2 separate regions of the Mus musculus genome follow, and region 2 is linked to region 1. A link is a contact called in public Hi-C data. All regions are on one chromosome and are shown on one strand. The core of a region is the stretch at or near the end of the contact, and the rest is flanking DNA. Distances in the headings are between cores, read along the strand shown.

Region 1 (2,995 bases), core at 344-2,843:
TGGTTGATTTTTTTTTTTTTTTTGGATGTTAGAGGAAAGAATTAAAAAACCATATTTCCTGTAAGATGGCTATTGTTCTTTACACAATTGCTCAATTTAAACATGCCTACATTAAATATGTCTAAGGTTTGGTGACCTTGGGCATGTTAAAGAGAAAAGCTGGTTGGAGTGTGGCTACCTAGGTTTAGGGGATGGCAGCCATGGATAGCACTATGGTCTGAGGCCTCTGACTGAGGTCCCAGCTCGGGTTCCAGAGAAGCACAGATGTCTGAGTCGAGGTGAGCTTTGTAAATCACACCACGGTGGGCATAAACTCAGGGCTCCTCTCTGGCCTCATCCACCCACCATGGAGTCCCACCATGGAGCCGTTATTCACTTGCCTGATACGTGAGCAGGAAGCATTTGATCTGCAACCCCCTGCTTGCGATACCTTCTCTCCAGAAAGGTCTGAGGTAAGCATCGGCCCCATTATGTGAAAATCAGGAGAAGACGGTTAAGTTCTCCTACAGACCATGGCAAAACGCCAGAGGCCACCATTCAGGAAATGCTTCTCTCTGTGACAGGAATCATGTAGAAACTTGGTATGGTTTAACTATCTTGATCTTCATAAGCATTGGGTGGGATTAGAACCTGTGTACCCAGTCCAGTCGAGGTCATACAGCTGAAGGGTGTGTTCTCCCCAGTGTGACTCATTCAGGAAGCATTCTGTACACCATCTGTACCCCAAGTCAGCTCAGATAGCCCCTAGGCAGAAATAACACCACGGAGTGACTGGACCTCCGGTGCTGGGACTGACATGGGCAGGGAATACCACAGCATTTGTGGGGCTTGAAGTTAAAGCTAGAGACAGAAAAAGGCCTCCTGGCTTGTTCAACATTCTGCCTTAGGATCTCTCTCTCTCTCTCTCTCTCTCTCTCTCTCTCTCTCTCTCTCTCTCTCTCTCTCTCTCTCTTTCTCTCTCTCTCTCTCTCTCTCTCTGTCTCCCTCTCTCTCTCCCTCTTCCTCTCCCTCCCTCTCTCTCTCTCTCTCTCTCTCTCTCAATGGCAGCTACATGAAGGAATCAAAAGAATGGCAGTGGCTAAGACATTTCCAATTTTTTTTCCTTCATATTGGCAAGAGGTTACATCACAAGTTCAATGCTAATTATAGCTATTAACCAAGGAAAACATATTATATGAAAGGAAGAAAATTTGATTTAAAAAAAAAAAAGAATCCACAAAACACTGCCTGCTCTTTTTTGCCGCTTGGTCCAGTCTGTCTCCATGGAAGGGAGAGGGGCAGGAGATGTCGCTGGCTGGAGCAGGGTGATAAATAACTCAAAGGTGTCAGACAGACGAAAGAATTATGCCTGTCTGACCTATGAGGGGATAAATCCCCAGCCTCCGCTTATGGCCAGGAGATGTGACTTTAAATGCCATAAAAATTTAGCATTTCCCCCTTCCTAATTGTCTTCTATAATTTTGCCAGATTTATTAAAACAAGATTTGGGGGGGGGGTATTTTTTTTCCTTCTATTCACTGGTAGAATGTGCTCTTTAGTATCATTTTACATAATTTAATACAATTTGTTCCATCCATTGATTTTCATGGGGATACAAGCTGTTCGCTTGTGCAAAAGCTGGCATAGGCATAAGAGCTGGCATCAAGGCACCTCCAGGAGCCCGACGCTGCAAAGTTCTGGGGGGGGGGGCGCTTCGGCCATTTTGAAGCAGATTCCGTGGAGCTATGATTTTGTTTTTTCCAGGCTTGCTTCTGTCCCCTAATGGAGATGCAGGAAGGGGACCCTGGGCCACACCACAGCTGAGCTCGAGAGGGGACTTGAGTCCCCCCTCCAAGTGACGTGAGAGACGCTCTCCCCCAAATGTGCAGCCTGATGGAGAAACACAGGTGTTTCTTAATTACTTGTGCAGAAGGGAAGTGAGTGCTGAGAGGATGTGTTGCAGGGGTGACCGAGCCAGACTGGGGCGTCCAGCCAGCAACAGCCACACTCTGATACAGGGAGGCACTCACCTTCAGCACCCCGTCTCCGACACCCATCATGTTTATTAGATTGGAGAAGTGTGCATTTTAAGGCTCAGCCAAACCCATGGAAAGAGATGGACACACAGCAATCAGAAGATATCGATGAAGTCTTGGGGGTCCCATCCTGGTGAGGCTCAGCCACAAGGGGTTTCCCATTAGTTGCCTCCGGATACAACTCCCACTGGGCTCCTCTGACTGGTCTGTATTTTGAAGGGGAGGCTGTTATTTCTCAACCCTAGGTGTGAGGCAGGAGGATGAGGTCCCAGTTGTGCCTTTATTGTACCGGTTGCCCTTGGTCCCGATGCCCTATCTCTTGGGACTGCAGTGCCTCTTCCATATGTTCTCTTAATCCCTCTGTATACTGTAGACATAGGGATTCAGTGGGATTGAGTGGTCGCAGGTAGAGATAATGTTCTTCCTCTTTGCTCTCTCTGACATTGCCCTGCCTCTGGCAGTGACCCGAAGTAGGCATGTGTCCTGTCTCCTGTGGAGAGCATGGCCTCTCTGTTCAGCCCTGACCCATGCATGGTGTTAGGAGACAGGCTCAGCACCGACGTGCCTGGGTATTCTAAGCATGCGGTGGCCTTTGCTCCTGGTGTTCTGAGTACCGATCACATGGCACTCCAGGACCAGTATTACCCTGCCTGCTTCGGTTTCCTGTGGCCAGAGCTCAGGGACAGGGCTTGTCATGTCACACCAGTTGACAGAGTTACAGCCCCTCCCGGGTGGACTCTCTCTGCATGAGGGTGCCCCAAACAGTGATGAACCATCCCCTTCCCTGCACCCCTAGGGGACAGCTAAGTAGGCCAAATGAAAGGATCTGAGCTGGCCGCTGGCCAGGGCACAGGGCTAATCCTTGCCTCTGTGGAAGAGCCTGGGGCTGGAGGCTCTGCCACCAGTCAAAGCCGCCTGCTACAGTGCTGGCCTGGCAGCCCTGTCACCACCCTTGAGACCTTGTAGACCTCCCACTTGCC
Region 2 (2,995 bases), core at 347-2,846, 230 kb before region 1:
CAGTGGGGCGCTGGGGCTGCCCACTCTGAGCAAGGTGGACCCCTCCCAGCCCCAGCTGTCACCCCCACCCTGCAAGGCCTTCAACTCCTGTAACACACAGTGACCCCCCTCTGCTCTTTGGAAAGACAGACACCATCTACTATATAGTTAGATTAGATGGAAGCCTCATTATTATTATTTTTAATTATGGCATAGGTATGGGAGTAATTTCTCGCCCAAGTATGCAACTCCAATTAAGTAATATTTCTGCTTAAATATCCGGGTACATGAGGATATAAAATACAAGCCTGGAAGTATATAAAGAAATAATTTTTTTATTATTATTAAAAAAGGGGGGAAGCATCTGCCTACTGATTGAAATGCTCGGCATAAATAATACCTTAAGAAATGTAAAACACCTGTTATATTTACATTTTATATATTTTTACGAATAGTAATGAAAATAGATATATTTTATATTTCCTCCATCTTTGAGTCTAGCACCATAAAAAAATAAAAAGTAATGCTATTTAATCACCCACAGCTTAATAGTGCCTTAGTTGTTTACTGCCACTGTACTAATTGTTCTGTACTAATGTGTTTTTCTGTGATATCCAGTAGTGCTAAGAGAACGGAGATCTATAACCAATTAAATATAGTGTTTTGTATGTTAAAAATATATCTGGGGAGGCTAGAAAAGGAACAGAAGCCGCCCTTAAGCAAGGCGCGTTGGCACCGTGTCGGCGCCCAGCAGAAGGTGCCCGCACTGCCTCTTTTGCGCAAAGACAAAGGGGGTAATTTTTTTGGCAAGAAAACAAACCCCAAGAAAACACAACAAACTGAGTGTTTCCTTTTTTTTTTTTTTTTTTTTCCTTTCCTTTTGGCCCCCCTCCTACAACTCCTCAGGCTGTTTCTGGCCTCTCTCCGCAGCAGGGAGAGGTGGGTTGTGGAGCCAGGCAAGGGTAGCAGCCCCGCTACCCTGAGCCCCCTGCAGGTCCTGCGGGGGAGGAAGACTGGCCCCGGGCCCAGCGGGGTTCTGCGGCCATAAGCCTGAAGAGCGTAGCATTCACACGCAGGCGGCCCTGGGCACAGGGTTAATTGAGGATCATTGTTGGTTCTAACAGGAGCGGGGTGTCGTGGGTTGAGGTGGGGGTGGGGGGTGGGCGGCGGTGAGAGGGGGTGAGGGGAAACTTGTAGGCGCGGCCCTTGCAGAGAGAGAGAGAGCAAGGTGATGATGGGGAAACCAGACATAACAGCATTCATGCAATTACCAAAGACTCTGGGAGTGACCAGAAAAACGCCGCTTGGGTCCGGGATGTGTGTGAAGGCCAGCTCACGGGTCACACTCACTCACACAAACACGCGCGCACGCGCGGACACACACACACACACACACACACACACACACACACACACACAGACACGAACAGACATACAGACGCACGCGCGCGCGCACACACACACAGACGCACACACACACACACACACTCACTCACGCGTACGTTCACTGGCACGACGCCCGGTGGCTCCCGGTGGCGCTCGGTGGCAAGGCGGCCTCGCGATCTCACGCTGCCCTCATCCGCCGCCCGCCCCGCCGCCTGCCAGCCGGCCCCAGCCCGCGCCCGGGCCCCGCCGAGCGGCCGCACTTCACCTTACGGAGGGGGAGATAATGAGATCAATTAGAGGCGCCGTCACCGCGCCGAGACAGCTGCTGGTGCATAGTAATCACCGCGGGGCTCCCAGCTACCTGCGCACAGCACCGCTGCACCGCGGGTCCCTCCCTGTTCCACACTGCTTGGCCTTGGTGCCCTCCTGTCACCTTCTTCTGGAACTTGCTCTTTAGATAGCCTGGGATGTTCAAGAGCAAAGCCAGCCGTTGTGACAGAGTGCACATGCTTGTAGTGTGACAGTGTGTGGACTTGAATTTGCACACCGGTGTGGATGCCAGGGAGAATAGAATGAGCATCTGTCACTGTGCCTGCTGGTGTGTGCTCCTGAGTGCTGGCATCCTGTGCACTTGGTGGCCTAGAGAGTTGTAGGTGTGTGTGTGTGTGTGTGTATGTGTGTGTGTGTGTGTGTGCAGTTGAGGTTAATGGTGTGCACAGGACGCCCCTATATATATGTTTTATGAGGTTTGTTCTTGTAGGTAGCCTGGGAGGTCTAGACCTGTATGTATGTCGTGAGTGACACATGAATGGAAGTATGTGTATGGGTCCATGCACATGCCAGGTGGGCATCATACCCTTTTCCTTCCCCATGCTCTATGGTGCTCAATTGAAGGCCAATTGTTTGCTAAGTGAGAACCAAGTGCCATGTGCCTGTGACTCACAACTTGAACACTCTTGATATCCCTCACCCCCAAACCTACCTATTTGTCTACTATGGCAGTGGTTCTTGGCCACCATGCAGATCTCTGCTGTGTCTCTTCAGGTCTGAGGGCTCATCTTTGTGGCTTCTGTTTGATTCTACACTTCAAAAAGGCCCGATTTCAGAAGCAGTGGGGATCTCCCATCTGAGTACCGTGTGCCCTTCACCCATCACTGGCCAGTAGAGGTAGAGTCTCTGAAGGGCCAGAACATCAGGTTCTGCCTCAGATACTCATTAGCACCTTCATGGTGTTCAGGTTGGCCTTTGAGAGTGCTTTTTGTTCTTGACAGTGGTTGAGCAGGACCAGTGCTAAGAAAACAAAATTGGTCAGGGTCAAGAGGTAGGCAGACTTACAGCAACAGTCCTCCTGACCTATGGAGTATTTGTGGAGAGCCCCTACCCAGTGGATACACCCCTAAGCTGAATAAAAGCAACTTTCTATTTAAGTGCCTTTACTATGATGTTTAATTCCAAAATTAGGCCCAACCAGAGCCTGAAGATGGCTGGATAGCTTGTCAGGGGGTGAATCTGCTAGCCTGGACAGGACACAGCAGCATGAAGCGAATAAGAGGTGATTTAAAACTTACAAATTGTCTGCTCCTGGAATTTCCCATTCAATATTTTCGGGCCACTTTTGACTATGTCTGAC

The links. Hi-C and Micro-C count contacts between places; a contact is called where the count stands out from the background.
Region 2: a contact with region 1 is called in a Hi-C map of cerebellar granule neurons, with 2.1 times the contacts expected there. The contact joins two enhancer-like sites. A contact is called at or near these places in 2 of 484 Hi-C or Micro-C datasets (cerebellar granule neurons and nephron progenitors), 5 of 115 datasets of contacts at active chromatin or transcription factors (embryonic basal ganglia, embryonic forebrain, embryonic midbrain and 2 more) and 1 of 9 other capture datasets (embryonic stem cells).

Annotation. Positions count from the first base shown.
Region 1 is chr7:37,394,964-37,397,958 of GRCm38.p6, reverse strand. It overlaps a transcript of Zfp536 not described here. Among named protein-coding and RNA genes, the nearest start is that of Gm51477, 43 kb to the left of the region's middle. Within about 2 kb of position 1,593, at least 15 of the 459 cell types and tissues checked have an H3K27ac peak or open chromatin away from gene starts, as enhancers often do. A contact at or near this core is called in cerebellar granule neurons, where this site is marked.
Region 2 is chr7:37,622,897-37,625,891 of GRCm38.p6, reverse strand. The region is part of intron 3 of Zfp536 (zinc finger protein 536); the gene reads left to right. Among named protein-coding and RNA genes, the nearest start is that of 4930505M18Rik, 45 kb to the left of the region's middle. Within about 2 kb of position 1,596, at least 71 of the 459 cell types and tissues checked have an H3K27ac peak or open chromatin away from gene starts, as enhancers often do. A contact at or near this core is called in cerebellar granule neurons, where this site is marked.